Linked DNA regions of Mus musculus: regions 2, 3 and 4 are each linked to region 1. Evidence: chromatin contacts called from public Hi-C and HiChIP or PLAC-seq data. All regions are on one chromosome and are shown on one strand. Each heading gives the region's core, a stretch centred on a gene start, on an enhancer-like site or on the middle of the called end of the contact. The rest is flanking DNA. Distances are from core to core; before and after follow the strand shown.

Region 1 (4,371 bases), core at 1,075-3,574:
GTTGGCACTGTGCTTCCATGAAGTGAGGGGGTGGGGTGGGTGGAATTCTTCCAGTCAGCATTGCCTAGCGTAAGGCATGGGGGAGCTTATGTGCAGAGAGAGATAACAAGCTGTGTTGTCTCCCCGAGTCCTGAAGAGTTTTAGAATGCTCCTGATATACAAAGACCATGGGGTGGCAGGCAGACTTAATAATGATGGGCAGTGCCATTATCCCTGTCCACAGATTGGAGAGCGGGGTGTCAACCTCTCTGGGGGACAGAGGCAGAGGATCAGCCTGGCCCGTGCTGTGTATGCTAATCGTCAGCTCTACCTGCTGGATGACCCGCTCTCGGCTGTGGATGCCCACGTGGGGAAGCATGTCTTTGAAGAATGCATTAAGAAGACACTCAAAGGGAAGACAGTTGTGCTGGTTACCCACCAGTTGCAGGTGACTGGGATGTGCGTGGTCCATGAGGCCTTGGGATGAGTGCAGCACTTGATGGTCAAAGAGACTCCTGTTCTGCCTAAATATGCCATTTCCACCAGTAGGTGGCTTTACCTGAACAGGGGATTGAGATGGTAGGAGACACTGATGAGTCCTGCAGCCATCCCTAGCTTCCTGGTATTGCTACCTGCTCCTCTCTGGGTATGACTTCCTTTGGCTTAGTCTTTGGGATCAGTGGGGAGACGACTTTTCCTCCCCCATTGGGTAGATTGTGTAGGATCAATTGGCTCTGAGATCTGGGCCATTGGTGCCAAGGAAATGGGGAGCCAGGCATGGACAAGTCAGGCTCTACCCATTCTCCAGTAGGGACTTGATGGGCCTGAGGTTGGGGGTTCCTTGTCTGAGGGTCATGGAAGCTCTGTTTTCTTTCCTCACCCAGAAAGTCATGGCTCTTGTGATGAGTGGCCCAGACTCCCCAGTCTTCCCCTAGCCCAGGAAAGGCTCCTGAGGCCAGGACCAATGGGCAACGCTTCAGGGTTCTTCTGCCTTCTTAGATCCTGTTCCCATTCAAACAGTAGTCTCCCTCTGGCTTAGGAGGGTGAATCTTGCTGGAGAAAGAGACTGGGCTTATGTTAAGTGAACTGGAGGATTTGGCTGCATGGTCACAGACCTTGTTGAATCCATCCCACATACAGGTTCTGAATGCTTGGTGGGAATCTAGGGCCCCTTCTCTACCCAAGATAATTCAAGGTTACCCTCTCATTCTCTCTCTCTCTCTCTCTCTCTCTCTCTCTCTCTCTCTCTTTCTCTCTCTCTAATCTCCCAAGTCTGGGAGATATACTGCACGTGAGTATGTATTTGTGTGCGTGTGCACGAGCACGCATACCTCAAAGTAGAAAACATCCCAGAGACATTGGGAGGTGACCCGTTGGGGCACTGGTGCAGAGAGCCCCTTCTTCTTGTTCAGTAGGCCTGGTCTGGGGGGCAGGAAGCAGATCTCATTGCCTTTCAGTGAATCAGAAATTGAGGTGGTGAAGGTGTGAAGGCTGAAGCAGCAAGTAAGGTTGCCATAGCTATAGGACTTTGCAGCCTGTAGGTTGGTACCCTCTGGCTGAGGCCAGGAGGACCACCCTGAAGAGAGAGGGCCTCTCAAAGACCCAGGAAACCCAGCCCCCCACAGCTCCCCAGAATAAGCTTTAAGCATTCAAATTTTATACATGTGAGTATCTGGTTTCTTTAGCAGGTGAGCCACAGCTCTATAAAATAATGAGCCAGATTAGTTAGACAAGAACTCCTAGGTCCTCTGTAGGCCAGGGCTGAGGAAAGGAGAAGGCTGGCTGGATTCAGTCTGGAATCCCATGTTTTGCCTAGAAATGGTCTGTGGCCTAGCTAGATTCCTTAGCGTGGTTACCATAGCCCTGGCCTGTGACTATTCAGTCTGTGGCATCTGCTTGCCCTGGGAGAACTGTCTTCCGGAGGAGTCCTGGGTCCTGGAGGATGCTGCCTTGGTCCTGACAGGTGTGAGACAGAGCTGTCCCTCTATTATCCCCTCTTGGAGGATAAACCATAGCCACATGCCCAGCCCATCTTTGAAACTCACTAGCCCGAAGTATGATCTTAGGCAAGCTGGTGTTTTCCCAGAGTCTCCAGCAGTCACACCTTTCCAAGGTCATTTTAGCTCACTTTTTGCTTGTTGGGAGAGGAAGAAGGCCACCAGATGGCACCATAATCTTGATACACTCTTCATCCCATTCTTTGTGGGGGAGGGGAGGGCTCAGCCTCAAACTGCAGCCCCGGGGCTTTCCAGAACATTTCCTAGCTGCTCTGACCTCAGATGCTTTGGAGTAGCTGGCCATGACAGCCACTCATCTGTTTACTTGAGGAAACAAAGCGAGGCCAGCAGTCTGACGAGCTGCTGGAATCTACTAAGGGCTCAGCTTCCGAAGTGTTTGCAGAGCACGGCTACACAAAGCTACTTGGTGTCACCAGAGTGAGCCAAGGGCTTGCTGGCCAGAGGGACCTTTTCGGGGCCCTCCCAAGTCTGGGTGGTGGTCCCACACATAGGCAGAAAAGCCTGTAGATTGTAGTGGGCCCTGTGTGCTTCCTTTCCTCGTGTGAAAAGAATCAATGGCTTAACCGAGCTTACAGCTTTCTTGAGCTGAGAGCTGCCCGAGGTTGGGAGATAAGATGTAAGATCAGGCTGTGGAACACCAGAGGATGATGCCTGAGGTCCAAGTCTGTCTTTGAGGGAAAGGTTCTGTCAGAAGCAGAAGGTGTGTCTCCCTCCACTGGGCAGTAGGAGCCAGGTTCCTGCTTGGGCTGCCTGAGGAAGGGCTCCAGTCATGGATAGGGGAGACAGAGGCTAGAGCTATCCATGCTGCTGGAACTGCTCTGGTTGAAGCATTTGGGCACCACCCACCCCATCAGGTGTACAACTATCAGTGGTAGGCCTTTGCTTGCAGGATTCGAATCAAGTTTAGCCAAGTGGGATTTTGGCCTTGAGCAGAGTAGAAGTGCAAATCCGGGACTCTGGCCCTGCTGTGATGGCTTTCTTCTTTAGATCAAACTGTTCCCACTCTTACAGCATTTTGCCTGCCTTTAGGAGGGGACTATCTGCCCTTTGTTGGGTGGATCAATCGAGGAGTGCCCTTTCTTCTTCCAAAATAAAACGGCATCCCTCTCAGCAGAATTCTTTAATCCAAGGATTGGTGTGGATGTGAAGGGTCTCGGAATCAGAAAAACAGGGCCTGTGATATTTATTGTTCACATCGTTATTGTTCTGTTAAAGCTGGTGGGGGTGTGGCCTATGACCCGGTTTCTATTCCCCGGGCTCAGTGGGGTGGGGCTTCTGACAGGACTGGGATCATGTTTTCTGTCTTTTCCAAACCTTGGCCTCCACAATAGTCAATCAGATTTCTGAGTGGGGTAGCTCATTCACAGAGAAGAATCGAAGGAAGTTTTGATTGCCTCATTGTTGCAGCCAGAGTCCAGCTTCTGTACTGAAAAGACTGGGGACTAGCTCAGTGGTTCTCAATTGCCGCCCCCGCTCCAACCCCTGGGGCATTTGGCAGTGCTTGCAGACAATTTTGCTCATCACAACTAGGGAAAGACATCCTACTGGTAGGTAGACACCAGAGAGGCTGCGAAATAGTCTACAATGCACAGGGCAGCCCCTGAAGACAAGGGATTATTTGGTAATAGTGCCAGGATTGAAAACCCCAGTAATTCAGTGCACCTGGGAAAGCAGGCTGGGAGTTTGGTGTGAGCTCTTTCTTACCGAGGCAGTGCTGTTGTGGATGGATGCACTGTCTCTGCAGTTCCTGGAGTCTTGTGATGAGGTCATTCTGTTAGAAGATGGAGAGATCTGTGAAAAGGGCACCCACAAGGAGTTGATGGAAGAGAGGGGGCGCTATGCAAAGCTTATCCACAACCTCCGGGGACTGCAATTCAAGGTAAACTGCACACCTGCCTGGTGAGTGGGATTAAGAGTCCCGCCTCATGGCTTTCTGCCTGGGACAGGTCTGTTGGCTCACTTTCAGAAGTCATTTCATTTTATCTCCAGGATCCAGAGCACATTTACAATGTAGCCATGGTGGAGACCCTGAAGGAGAGCCCAGCTCAGAGGGATGAAGACGCTGGTACAGTCAGATGACAGTCCCCTCTCTCTCACTGCCCCTGGATCCTGAGTGGACACAGACCTTTCCATTTACTTATTATACAATTTCTCATCCTAGTCTTGGCTTCAGGAGATGAGAAGGACGAAGGAAAAGAACCTGAAACAGAAGAATTTGTGGACACAAACGGTATTTACCATCTTTTCCCTTGGCTGTGTACCTGGGAGTACATGCTAGGCATCCCCTGTCTGCATAGAGGAGGAGTGGTAAAACAGCGGTTATCGCTTTGGGAAGCGAGGACGGTGGTGTGTTGTAGAGTGTGCTCACACAGGG
Region 2 (4,371 bases), core at 964-3,463, 460 kb after region 1:
GGCGATATAGGGTTACCTTTGAAGTCTATATTGTATGTGTGGGAAGTAAGAAGAAGAGAATCGCCAGCATCATGGAGCCAAGGCTGACCTCCTTACTCAGAGGGCAGGACTGGATTTTGGATTTTGGATTTTGTTTCTATTTCCTACATAACCAGCAGAATGAAGGTGGATTCTGGGAAGAAAAGTGGTAACAGAGAAAGCAGCTGCCTCTCTGCCCATTCTGCCCTTAGGTCTCAGGAAGCCTCAGGCCTAAACCCACCATGCCCTTCCCACTCATGCTCGGGTCTGTTGCTGCACAGCCCTGACCAGCATCCAAACATAATGACAGTCGATATGCATCTCCACACAGTCAGGTGAGGTGAGGACAGAGCTGGGTGCTGCACCACACCTCCAGCAGGAAGAGAGTTTGGGTTCTGAGACTAACAGGGGATAAAGCTGTTAGCCTCAGCTGTGGAAAGATGTCAGCAGGTGACTAATACAGGGTGAATTGTTAGTGTTGGGAAGATGGGGCCAACCAGGAGGAACAGAGATTTCTGCTGGGAGATATGAGGTGACTGAAACTGGAAGACCATGTGATAGAAAAAGGCTAGTGTTGGATAGAAGCAAAATCACCATGCTTAAGTTTACATTCCAGCTGCTTGGAAAAGATGGGCCTGGGCTCACTCATTTTCTGCTTCTGGAAATGTGTTTTCTGCTGGAATCCCCACAACACCATGGCTACTAGTCTCAATGTTTACCACTAGTCTCTACTCTTGCCTTGGTCCCTAGTCACACCGTGGTCCCTAGTCACACAGTCCTTTTCCTTATTGAGGAACCAGGAGTTAAAAAGATTCTCCGGTAGGCAGAGTATGTTTTTTTTTTTTTTTTTTTTTTTTTAACATTTCAAAGAACTGTAGTGCTCAGATATAATATATAACCAAAAGGGAAGTTATTTGGACAACTATTTCTCACTAATGGTTCTCCTCTTGGTATATATATATATATATATATATATGACAAGCCTTAGCTTAATTCAGCACTGTAGTGTCTATCTGCAGCTGAGATAAACAAGTCTAGCTTCTTTTTATTTTCCCCCTTCTGTTGTGGATAGCCCTGGGGCTAATTACATTTGATGTTAATTCCGTTCTCCTGTGAGGGGCTGCAAACAAGGAATGAGTCAGCACTCAGGTGATTTCCTGTAAACCTGCTTCCCACCTTAACTTATAAAATAAAGGAGAGCTGATGATTGGGCAAATAAGAGGGAAGGTGGAGCTTAAGGTGAGGGAGAGAAGGAGAAAATGGAAGAGGTAGAGGACGCAGAGGAGGAAGAAAAAGAAGAAAAGCAGAGCAGAAGCACATGGCCTGGAGAAACCGCAAGTTCTAAGGGGTCTCATAGGTGTGGAAGATGGTAGTGGGAAGTAGGTTTACAGGAAGTCACCTGAGTGCTGACTCAGTCCTTGTTTGCAGCCCTTCACAGGAGAACGGAATTAACATCAAATATAATTAGCCCCAGGGCTATCCACAACACCCTTTCCATCTCCCTCTTGCTCCAGCCCCCGATTGCTCTGGCCTATAGGTTTTTTTTATTTGTTTCTTCAATATGGATGGTTGTAAGTCACCATGTGGTCTCTGGGGTTTGAACTCATGACCTCCAGAAGAGCAGTTAGTGCTCTTAACCGCTGAGACATCTCACCAGCCCACAAGTCTAGCTTCTTAAATACTGAAGTCAAATCTAAAAACCAAAGACCAAAACTGAAACCATTATTTACCAACTGTGGAACATTCTCTCTCTGGAAAAGTACTTCTCACAGCTGCAATGTTTCCCTTCCACCCTAATCACTATGTTCCTCAACTAAAGGAGGCTGTTGTCAAACTCACAGGTTTAAGGAAAATATTCAGGATATAGGAGCAGAATGTCAGCTTGTCAATTAGATACTGATGTCTGGTTGTGACCTCAACAAATAGAGTCTGGATTTCACTCAGGTTTGGCCCACAGTTTCCATTCCCACTGGCCATGATACCAGGTACACAAAGGACAGAGGCATCAATTGCTGGGGGAGGGCACTGCCAATGGCACAGCTATGTTAACTGACTTCTCTTATAAACTCTCCTGTCGATTGCTCCTTACACAGGAGTCTATCTTCCCAAACAGCTGATTTCACAGTTATACTTGATTTGTGAAATAAAACTCACATCAGTCTAGATATAGAGAGGACTATTTCTCTGACGTTATCCTGCTACAGGGCTCTAGCACAGTCTAGCCAGCTGCACAATTATGCTTCACCATACTAAGCCTTGTGCTAATCATAATATCAAAGAACTTTCCTCGTTAACTTTGTCTCTTAACATTCTCCGCAAGATTGTAATAGAGGAGACAGGAGGGTCGACTTTCTGAGCTTAGTAAAAAATATCATAAGTTCTTCAGCCTTCGTCAGGATTTATATCTTGTAATGGACATGTTCTTTTTCCCTAATAAAGGCAAAATGTCCCCAGCTATTTTCCTACCTATGCTCTCAGTAGGAATTATAGCAGTACTAATAATTTCACTTTCTGTGGGTTACAGGCGCTACCTCACATACATAGCATGCTCCAAGGATACAGCTATCTCCAAGTGTTTGTCTTGTGTTCTGAATCTTCATAATTATGTTCATGTTGTTGTATCACAGCAGATTAGATAGGCCCGCTTCTGAGATATTCCAGTGGCCACCCCTCATCATTCCTTCTGCCACTCAAAGAAGCTAACGTGGTCATCACCTCCAAATTTCTAGAAACGGGCGTGTGCGGAATGAAAAACTAAGAGCTAGACAGATTTCCTGCTAGGCAGACAGACAGGGAGAAAGACCATGACTAGAAAACAGAGGCGGCAAACCTCCAAGATGGTCAGCTTCTTCCTCACACTCCTGAGACAAAAGTCTGGCAGCTTACAATTAAGGTTTGGTGGGTTCTCTCACTTACCAGTAGGGTCCCATGTTGATGGGATGTCTAGACAAGTTCAAGACTCCATCAGGACATGTTTACACACACTTATAGGCTAATAAAGCATCCTGTCTTTCTTCAAATTGACCAACCCGAAATTAGGAGAAGATCCTTCAAAGACTTTAACCAAGCCCTCAAGGAGAAGCTGTCTTCCTGCTCATTGGTGCCCTCTCTGCTTTGCAGGGAGTTCTTTTCTCTGTGTGTCTTATGTATGTGTGATTCCTCATCCCTAATAAAAGGGGTATTTTACCAGCTGGTTCTGTCTGTACTTGTCTGCTGTGTTTGACATTTTCCCTGTTTGAAATTTTTCCTGCCCTTTAGTTCTTTAATTCTAAATAAACCTGATCAAGAACCTTAGATGTGCTGGTTAGTTTTCTGTCAACTTGACACACAGTGGAGTCATCTGAAAGGAGGAAACCTTAATTAAGAACATGTCTCCCTAAGATCTGGCTGTAAGGCATCTTCTCAATTAGTGATTAACTAATCACTAATTAATGGTGAGGGCCCTGTACATTGTAGGTAGTGCCATTTCTGGGCTGGTGGTCTTGGGTTCTGTAAGAAAGTAGGCTGAGCAAGCCATGAAGAACAAGTCAGGAAGCAGCACCCTCCATGGTTTCTGCATCAGCTCCTGCATCCAGATTCCTGCCCTGTTTGCGTTCTTCCAATGATGGACTATAATCTGGAAGTGTAAACCCTTTCCTCTCCACTTTGCTGTTTGTTCATGATCATGTTTCGTCACAGCACTAGATATACCCCAACTAAGATGTTAACATCGTCATGTAGGCTAAAACTTGAACTCGCCAATGTTGAAAAACGCAGAGAATGATGTTGTAAATATCCTGAGGGAACTGGAGCTGGAAATCAGGTTTTTAGGAGATTGTTTCCATGAGTCCACTGATGTGAATATGTTCTTTCAATTCTTCACTCAAGCTTCAGGTCTTGTTCTGAGAGCAGCATTTCCTGTTTCCCCAAGACAGTCACCATTGTTAACATAGCAGATATTCAGGCTCCCATTTTCACATTCATACTACCACAATGCCTGTTTGTGTGTATATTGAAAACTTGATTTCATATACTATTTAAAATTTGTGCAAACATATCTGATGCCAACAAAAGCTCAATAATTATATGGCAATGTGCCAATTAGTTGTTTTGGAATACAATTCTAGAAAAAAATAATCTCCATTTTCATCAGAGTAGTTTTGCCCGTTTACAAGAGTCCATCAGCATCAGGCCTCTTAACTATGGCATTCCTTTATAGAAGTAGATAAGGAAGTTCATTAGAATCCAGCAGCTCCTCCTAGCCATTTGTAGAACTCCTGCCTTAATTGGGCCGATGTGACCTCAAGGAGTCTTGGGAAGGGCATGGGTATGTAGAATGGGAAAGATTAATGGAGGGAGTTCCGTCAGTGGGGA
Region 3 (4,371 bases), core at 1,357-3,856, 330 kb after region 1:
GACTGTCACAAGCAGAAATGACAACACTGGTGGCCTGAGGGGAAACAGTAGGGGTTCATATTGAGGTCTTGATTCTCAGCCAGAAAAATAGGCAAGGACACGAGGGGAAAGGCAAAATTCCAGGGGCCAAAAATAAAAAGATACCCAACCTAAGCATTCATGCATGAAAGGTACATTAAACAACAGGATACCAGGCTTACCCATAAAATGAAAGAAAAAAAAGCTGTAAAATGATAATATCCAGAGTAGAAGAATACAGATGAAAGGGGGCTGCTAGTGGGAATACAAACTGTCTATTTAGCATCATGGATCAAAAGACCTTAAATGTGTGAGCCAGCAATTCTAACTCCAAGAATGGACTGGAATAAATAAAGGAGAATGTGTACCTGATTCAGCTGCAGGCATTCTCACCACAATATTGGTTTTAATCACAAAGACTCTAGAAATTATCTAAATGACCGACAGAAAATTCATCATAAATCATGGTACAAACCTTAAACTGTATCCTAGACCTGTTTTGAAATATATATATATGAGAAGTATATTTATTAACAGGAAAATATGCCTAATAATCTTTGGGACAAAAGGCTGTAAACACATGTATTATGCATTCATATTATGTATCTTCTTATCAAGAGGTGTTTGCAGAAACATGAATAGTAGCTATAAATATTGTGAACTCACAGAGTCATTTCTTTCCTTTCATTGTTTAACTTTGTTTGCATGTGTAAAAAACTTTCGCTAAGAGGCATTCAAGGAAAGGAGAAAAATTCTCATAAGAGGAAAGCCTTTTTTTTTTCTTCAGTTTGAGCCAAGAATTTTTTAATCTATAAAGTGAGGGGAGAGAGAACAGCTTCCTTATGTAGTCTGTGAAACTCTGAGGAAAAGGGATAAGAAATGCGTGAAAAGAGTTTTGAAGTCAATAAATCTCCCCGTGGCATCAAAGAAGAGGAAGGCTGTGGAACCGTTATTTCTGCTCAATTGCTTGTAAAAAGAAAAGAAGAAAAAGAAAAACCTGGTCTCAGCAATGGTAACAGCAGGTTGCTCAGTTGAATAGGAAAACTCATCTCAACAAAGCCAAATAGGAGGGAAGAGAGTTAAAAGCAGCTCTGAAGAAGTACATCAATTAACGCAAGGATGCATTTTGTTAAAGTGACTGGAGAGTGAGTCCAGGCAGTTACTTCCGTGAGTACCTGCTCCTTCTAGCTGCGGTGGGTTCGAGTAGGCAGCCTGTACTGACACTGCGCATTGCGCATGAGCTTGGGGCGCAGGGGGCACAGGAGGCTGAGCCACTAGTGGGAGTAGCTGCATGTAGCAACTCATATTTTCAACAGTAGTGAGGAGATCTTTCTTCCTGATTTTGCTAGCTCCTCACCACAATCAGTCCATTGCTTCATAAGTGCATGACCCAAACAGAGTCCTGCAGTACAGCACAGCCACGAGGATTGGCAGAGCAGCTTACTGAGCCCTCTCCTCCAAGCACCCTTGCTGAGAGCAGACACAGCATCTCAGCCCTCAGACACAGCTCCAGCAAAGGGTGAGAAGCAGGAGCGAAGGGACGAGGTAATTTGCCTCCAGAGCTGTTCCCTAGCCTGAGTTCCCTCCTCTTCACCCTGTTTTCACAAAGACTAAGACCTTTCTCCTTTGACAACACCCACTTTACAATCGTTAGTGGATACAATGGTATAGAACCAGAGTGCAGCATAGGAAGTGGCTAAGGCAGACAAAACACCTCCACTCCACCAGTGGAGTTAACATCCTAGTAGAAGAGACAATGAACAACAGAACAGCAATAAAATGTTGATGAAAGTAGAGAGTGGAGTGTGATAGAGCCCTTGACTTTGGTGACTATCTGCCTGGGTGCTGGTAAGCCCTGGGGCACGGTGTAAGAACCTCAACTTATATAATGTGTAATGAGAAGCCAACTGGGGAATAATATGATCAAATGTGTGTGTGTGTGTGTGTGTGTGTGTGTGTGTGTGATCATGTTACACATATATGTATATATGCATATATGTGTGCATATATATATCATATATGTCATATATAAGTATATATACAAATACATATATTTACATATTATTTCTGATCTGTTGACTGACCTACTTAGAAATTTACGTGAAACTCTTCAGGTTCTTCTTTTAAAATGCAAACATTTTCAACATCGGTAGCATCTTCATTGGAATGTGCTGATTATAACCTTTTCTCTCATTCCCTCTCAGTTGACAGTGAAAGTGCTGGGCATCTGCCCGGGGCTCTGAACCCAGGCAGAAGCATTTTACACAGCAGGAACACATGGGTGCTCAAGGGCGAATAAAGTTTCCAAGGTCAGTGATGGAAAAGAGTGAGGAGAGAGTGTCAGCCATGGAGCCAAGCGCTGCTAAATTCAGACTCTGAGACCTTACTCCCTGCCTGCTAATAGTGCAGTCTTGGCCAGCTTCCATTCTTAGAAGTTGGTAATAAAAGAACATGAAACAAGCATTCCCATAGTTGGAAATTATTGAAATGTATCTAAGTCATGCCTGTGAGTTCCTGCTGCACCATGCTGTAGGAGCACGCTGGGACTTAATTCAGGATCGTAACACTGAGTCTGCCCATCTAGGTGTTCCAGCTTTGAGGATGAGTCAGAGAGCAGTAACGTCCACAGGCTGCTTCTGGGGGCAGGGTTTCACTTTCTCCGAAAGTGATGAGATTTTGGAAACAGACTTTGGCAAAGAAATGTTCTTCTGCTAAATATAACAGGGAGGGTAGACATCCTACTCCACCCCAGTCTCTAAGCACTTTTAAATGTCTGTGTGACTCTCTACCAAAATGAAAAAAAAATGTGGCTTTTTGGTAAAATCTTATGCTGTTTTAGTTGGCAAGGTGAGCTGGAATCCACATCTAATTCTTAGAGGACTTGGCAAAATGGCAACTATTCTGCAGTTTGGAAGAGATCTAAGGTTGCCCTCCTTGACTTAGAGCACAGCATATTGTATATAGCTGCTTAGAGGGCAGTCAGGACTTCTAACAGTCAGTCTTGACTTGATTACAGTGTCTGCCTGAGGAGTGAATCCATAAACTTAACAAACCAAATCCATAAAATAATGAGTTGAGGAACCTGGAAAACGTTCTACAATGTGAAGAGGAGTGTGTGTAAAGACATAGAAGGTGAAGAAAATGCTAGAGAGTGAAAGAAAGATGAAATTTCAAGACCTGTAAGTCATATAAAGTACTCAGAAATTGCTGGTTGTTTGTGAGCCTAGAGGCTGCTTGGGGCTGAGAAAAAAGAAAAACAAACCCAGGTATGCCCCGTAGTTAAAACATTCCTGGGAACAGCTTAACCTTAAAGATAAAGAGGAATGTGAGGACATAACAGGGCTATCTGAACTGAGTCAACAACTCACAGAACTCTGACACCCTGCATGTACATGTAATTTTTCTGCTGATGTTTGAATAACCCAATAGTGTGTTGCTATGCTGAGTTCCACACCCCTAAGTCCCTTACCCCATAAAAACCCCTAGCTTTCGAGTCTCGTGGCTGACATCCGTTATCTCCTGTGTGGGATGCATGTCGTGATTCTTTGGGTGCCCGCCGAATCGAGAATTGAGTGGGGGTTTCCCCACTAGGTTCTATCAAGAGAAGGTGTTGTGTTGGGACCAAGAGGCAAGGTCCCTGAATGTGCTGGAGACAATAGACCAGCATGAGACTCTAAAGAGGAGAGAAAGTTAGGAAGCCCTCACCTTCTAATGAAGCTTCACCACCCTTTCTGTAGGTTATGCTCACCCCCCAGTGGGGCACCACAGACACACACCTCTTCAAAGCAAGGCAGGGGGTTGCCAGGAAGGAACCACTGGGGACAAACTCCTCAGTGTTGTACACTTGACCCTTTCAGCCTTCACTGTCTCAAATGAGCAACTACGACCCTGGCCTATGGGGCTGGAGAGATGTGTCAGAAGTTAAGAATACTTGTGCCTACAGAGGACCTGGACTGGGTTCCCAGCAACAACATGGTGGCTCACAGCCATCTTAACTCCAGTTCCAGGGAATCCAATACCTTCTAAACTCCTTGGGCACCAAGAACATATATAGCATATAATATATGTAGAATTAGTATATAGTATTAGAATTTGTATTCTAATATAGCATATTAGAATATAGTATTATAGTATAATATATACATGAAGACAACACACACACACACACATATATATGGTAAATAAATCTTTAAAATATATCTCCAGCATACTTAACCTGCTTCTCCCAAACTGCAGCTTCTCACTGATCTGAAATAAACAGATTTTATCTCCCCAGCTCAACTAAGAATAGAAACACTTCTTGACAGTCATTTTTCTCTAAAGGTTGTGATATATCTTAGACATAGTTTTGGT
Region 4 (4,371 bases), core at 631-3,130, 260 kb after region 1:
AAAAGGATGGACCATCTAGAGGCTGCCTTATCTGGGGATCCACCCCATAATCAGCTTCCAAACGCTGACACCATTGCATACACTAGCAAGATTTTGCTGAAAGGACCCAGATATAGCTGTCTCTTGTGAGACTATGCCGGGGCCTAGCAAACACATAAGTGGATGCTCACAGTCAGCTGTTGGATGGATCACAGGGCCCCCAATGGAGGAGCTAGAGAAAGTACCCAAGGAGCTAAAGAGATCTGCAACCCTGTAGGTGTAACAACATTATGAACTAACCAGTAACCCGGAGCTCTTGACTCTAGCTACATATGTATCAAAAGATGGCCTAGTTGGCCATCACTGGAAAGAGAGGCCCATTGGACACACAAACTTTATATGCCCCAGTACAGGGGAACGCCAGGGCCAAAAAAAATGGGAATGGGTGGGTAGGGAAGTGGGGGGGAGGGTATGGGGGACTTTTGGGATAGCATTGGAAATGTAATTGAGGAAAATACGTAATAAATAAAATAAAATTTAAAAAAAAGAACAACTCAAAGTCAAATCATGGATCCAAGCTGATGACCTGTGTTCTGTTTGCTTTCCATTCTGCTGGGGTATCACTCTTCAGTGACTCATGGACCCTTACAAAGTTAAGATTATCCAGCACACCAGCTCTGTGCCCACTTTTTTATATCTTATTTTGCTTTTTGTATAGCACATATTTTTTTTGACATTGTCAGTGCCCACTGGCTCAAGGCTGACAGGAACATGTTCAATTTATAACTGTTGCACTGAAAAAGACCAAACAGGGCAAACCTGTTGTCTGTCCCCTATATTACAATGTACAAGAATATCTGTGCTCCTGGTGGGTGGGAGTCAGAGGTCCTGACAGTACCATACACATCATTTGTGTGGTTTGGTTTTGTTTATTTTTCTGTCTCTCCTTTGCTATTTCAGGGAGATAAGGCCATTCCCAGAGTTTTATTAACTGACATTATCTATTGAGAACAGCAGACCAGAAGTGGCTGGGCATTTCAAAGTAAGGGGCCCTACAAAAGGAATGGATTCTTTCTTCAGCTAAAAGCTGGAAATATCCTTGACACCATGGGCAACTCCATCCTTTCCTGAGGCCTGAAATGCCAGAAGTGTTTAGCTGGAATGTCTTTGGTCCTGCCCTGGCCAGAGAACAGGGATGTCAGAAAGGAAGAAAGAACAGGTTCTGGTGTTTCCTCATCTCTTTCCTCTAAATGAAGACCCCTTCCCTTGGAATCATAAATGAGGACTGACTGAAACCAAGAGGCACTTAGACACCTGGAGCCAAAGCTGGGCTGGCCAGCTCATCCATACGAAGCATTACTAACTGGAAGGCTGCAACCCACAGTGGTACCCACTCCCAGGGACCTGCTCTTGCTGTAGGAGCTTTGCATCTTTCTGTCTCTGAAGCTTTCTATAATAAAATACTCTTTTTAAAGATCACCTCCGTGGTACAATCATTCCATTCTTCAACTCTGCCAGACAAGAACTGGAAGGTCACTTACTCGGTAGAAGTTTTGGGTGACTGCAAGCATCTATCATCCTAACTCTTGATTTAAAAGCCCCCTCCCCCCAAGAGCCGAGAAAAACCCAGTTACTCTCAACAACACGCTAAACATTTTCCATTTCATATTCACAATAGGACTTCCTCCTCCAATACCCAGGGAACACTCAATTCCTATTTACTGGAGGAATTATTATTAATACACTTGCTTACAGGGCTTGGTTAGGATTTACAGATGAGCCAAAGGAGTGCCTTTGGGAATGAGGTGGAGGAAAGGGGTGGACAGGTCTGCGGACTGGGTAGAGTCAGGGAAGAGCTGACAGACAGGAGCTATTTATGCCTCTCATCTCTCTGACTCATCCTCAGCCACTGTGAGCAGGAACCGCCAGCCCTGCTCTGCTCCAAGCCCACAGGAACCACAAGCCCTGCTCTACTCTCTAGCCCCCACGCATCTCTGATCAGTTAAAATTAAAACCCACACTGGGTCTGGTATAGACGCAGCCACCTGTAACCTCAGCTCTTGGGAAGCAAAGGCAAAAATAGCAGGAATTGGAGGCCAGCCTGGACTACTGAGGAAGTTCTAAGCCAGTCTGGGTTGTTGATGGGATTCTAAGTTAGCCTATGTTAGAGTGAAACTCTCTCAAAAGCAAAAGAGTAAAATAATAAAAACATAAAATAAAAAAGAAGTAATCACCATTGTAAATACTAGGCAAGATTCTCTTATTAGTTAACTTTCCTAAAGGTGAGGAAACTGAGGCACAGATGCTGTTCTTAAAAAACAAAATCCCCACCAAACCCAGACACTATTGTGGATGCCAACAAGTGCTTGCTGACAGGAGCCTGATATGGCTCTCTCCTGAGAGGCTCTGCCAGTGCCTGACAAATACAGAGGTGGATGCTTGCAGCCAATCATTGGACTGAGCACAGGGTCCCCAATGGAGGAACTAGAAAAGGACCCAAAGGAGCTGAAGGGGTTTGCAGCCCCATAGGAGGGACAACAATATGAACCAACTAGTACCCCCAGGGCTCCCAAGGAGTAAACCACCAACCAAAAGTACACATGGAGGGACCCATGGCTCCAGCTGCCTATGTAGCAGAGGTTGGGCTTGTTGGACATCAGTGGGAGAAGAGGCCCTTGGTCCTGAGAAGGCTCTATTCCCCAGTGTAGGGGGATGGCAGGACAGGGAAGTGAGAGTGGGTGGGTTGGTGAACAGGGGGAGGTGGGATGGGATAGGGGGTTTTCAGAGGGGAAACTAGGAGAGGGGATTAAAATTTGAACTGTAAATAAAGAAAATAAAAAAATCATATGGCACAAGGCACATTGTTTTTAATTATGATTTCATTGCCTCTTATAAGTGAGACATGGGTTTACCGCATGCCGGGTCTTGTAGACTGAATATAAAATAAACTGCTTAATCCTCATTAAAAACAAACAAAACAAAACAAAACAAAAACAAAAACAAAAACAGAATCCCAAACGTTCGATTTATCAGTGAAGGCACAGAAGCCAGATGCTGTGGTGGAAGCCGGCTAGCTCACAGAGTCAGAGAAAGTACCCAGCTGACCTTCCCACTCCACTGGTGTCCCAGAAGGAAAAGCCCCTCCTCCTTCTGCACTCTGTCTTTATACCCTTCAACTCAGAGACTCTCCTTCTCTTTCCTGGGTTTTCTTATGCTCACTCCCTGACAATTGGTTGCTTAATCTGCCTCTTGGTCTATCGTTGACTTTATTGAGTTCTTGTTTACAGAAAGGTCTTGGATTAAAGCCATGTGCTAGGGCTGAGCCACACCACAACAAGGTTTATCCAGTTCACAATCTTGGGGTTCACACGGTGATCACATATCCTACATCACAAAGAGGAAGAATTAAGTGTTGAGTGACTGAGCTGGGATTAAACATTCATTGCTCACATGGAGTGGCTGAGCCATACAGAGCCACCAACAGGCATGGACTGAAGTAGCAAGAACAGAAGGCAAGGCTGAGAAGTTCCCCAGCAAACTGACCTTGTGGCTAAGTAAAGAAGTCTTTATTTTGCATGATGAGAATGGAGCTGATAACTCTGCATCTCACAGGTACCCTCAAAGGCTACATACACTAAGGCTTCCTCATGGCCAGCCGTTCCAAGTAGGCTGCCATCAGCCCTGCTCAGTTAGGCAATGGGAAGGGATTGGTGCATTCAGCACAAGCATCAGCTAAGACAGGCATAAAAACATAAAAAGGAGCCAAGCCAGGCCCCATCCGCACCAAGGAGAGCAGCTGAGTTCTGAAAGCAGGCTTATTAACTTTACCAGGCTCTGACGTTGCCATGGATACCACTAACCCAGTGTAGTATTACTTCTGCCTCTTGGTCCTAAAACTGCTTTGCTCTTCAGCCCTGAGTCATGCTGGCAGAGTGGGATTTTCTTCCCACTTCTCCAAATGGGCCCTTAAAGTACAAATGGCTTTTGAAGACTCAGAACCAGAGAGAACTCATCCTATTCCACACCATCGTTTCAAAAATTGGTTCCTTTCAAACACTATTGTACACCATACCAGCTGCATTTACATGAACGTGGACTTGTGTGAGTGAGCAAAACTGTGTTCTTAGAAAGTGCGTATCTGTGCTGTGAACACCACAGACCGTAGAAGTTAAAGGAAGGACATTAGTGAAGTACAAGTTCAGGTGTCTGTACTTATGTCTGTAATCAATAGTGGTCACGGAGCTCTTGAAAGGGATGTGTTAAGACTGTGGACAACCCAGTACAATGAAATCAACTTCATCCCCAAAATGATGCTCTTGAGAGTTAATGTTCTCAAAGCCTCAGCAAACAAGCAAAATTGCTTCTGACACTAACATTCCCAATAAGCACTTA

The links. A called contact is a pair of places that touch in the nucleus more often than the background predicts. HiChIP or PLAC-seq counts read pairs in DNA pulled down with a chosen protein or histone mark.
Region 2: an H3K27ac HiChIP or PLAC-seq map of SST interneurons shows a contact between it and region 1, with 7 times the contacts expected there. The contact joins two enhancer-like sites. A contact is called at or near these places in 1 of 484 Hi-C or Micro-C datasets (myocytes) and 2 of 115 datasets of contacts at active chromatin or transcription factors (SST interneurons and stem cell-derived neural progenitor cells).
Region 3: a Hi-C map of cerebral cortex shows a contact between it and region 1, with 1.8 times the contacts expected there. The contact joins two enhancer-like sites. A contact is called at or near these places in 1 of 15 datasets of contacts at CTCF or cohesin (the NIH/3T3 cell line), 5 of 484 Hi-C or Micro-C datasets (cerebral cortex, cortical neurons and liver) and 1 of 115 datasets of contacts at active chromatin or transcription factors (embryonic basal ganglia).
Region 4: a contact with region 1 is called in a Hi-C map of cerebral cortex, with 2.0 times the contacts expected there. The contact joins two enhancer-like sites. A contact is called at or near these places in 1 of 39 promoter capture datasets (liver), 4 of 484 Hi-C or Micro-C datasets (brain, cerebral cortex, embryonic stem cells and 1 more), 2 of 115 datasets of contacts at active chromatin or transcription factors (embryonic stem cells and neural progenitor cells) and 1 of 9 other capture datasets (embryonic stem cells).

Annotation. Positions count from the first base shown.
Region 1 is chr8:86,534,379-86,538,749 of GRCm38.p6, reverse strand. It overlaps Abcc12 (ATP-binding cassette, sub-family C (CFTR/MRP), member 12), which reads left to right. Exons shown (of 29, transcript NM_172912.4): 13 at 224-427; 14 at 3,742-3,876; 15 at 3,987-4,062; 16 at 4,159-4,227. Among named protein-coding and RNA genes, the nearest start is that of Abcc12, 30 kb to the left of the region's middle. Within about 2 kb of position 2,324, at least 88 of the 459 cell types and tissues checked have an H3K27ac peak or open chromatin away from gene starts, as enhancers often do. A contact at or near this core is called in SST interneurons and cerebral cortex, where this site is marked.
Region 2 is chr8:86,074,728-86,079,098 of GRCm38.p6, reverse strand. No RefSeq gene overlaps it. Among named protein-coding and RNA genes, the nearest start is that of Gm33632, 81 kb to the left of the region's middle. Within about 2 kb of position 2,213, at least 4 of the 459 cell types and tissues checked have an H3K27ac peak or open chromatin away from gene starts, as enhancers often do. A contact at or near this core is called in SST interneurons, where this site is marked.
Region 3 is chr8:86,200,301-86,204,671 of GRCm38.p6, reverse strand. The region is part of intron 3 of Gm33632 (a long non-coding RNA gene); the gene reads right to left. Among named protein-coding and RNA genes, the nearest start is that of Gm33577, 8.7 kb to the left of the region's middle. Within about 2 kb of position 2,606, at least 24 of the 459 cell types and tissues checked have an H3K27ac peak or open chromatin away from gene starts, as enhancers often do. A contact at or near this core is called in cerebral cortex, where this site is marked.
Region 4 is chr8:86,273,435-86,277,805 of GRCm38.p6, reverse strand. No RefSeq gene overlaps it. Among named protein-coding and RNA genes, the nearest start is that of Gm33687, 4.2 kb to the left of the region's middle. Within about 2 kb of position 1,880, at least 31 of the 459 cell types and tissues checked have an H3K27ac peak or open chromatin away from gene starts, as enhancers often do. A contact at or near this core is called in cerebral cortex, where this site is marked.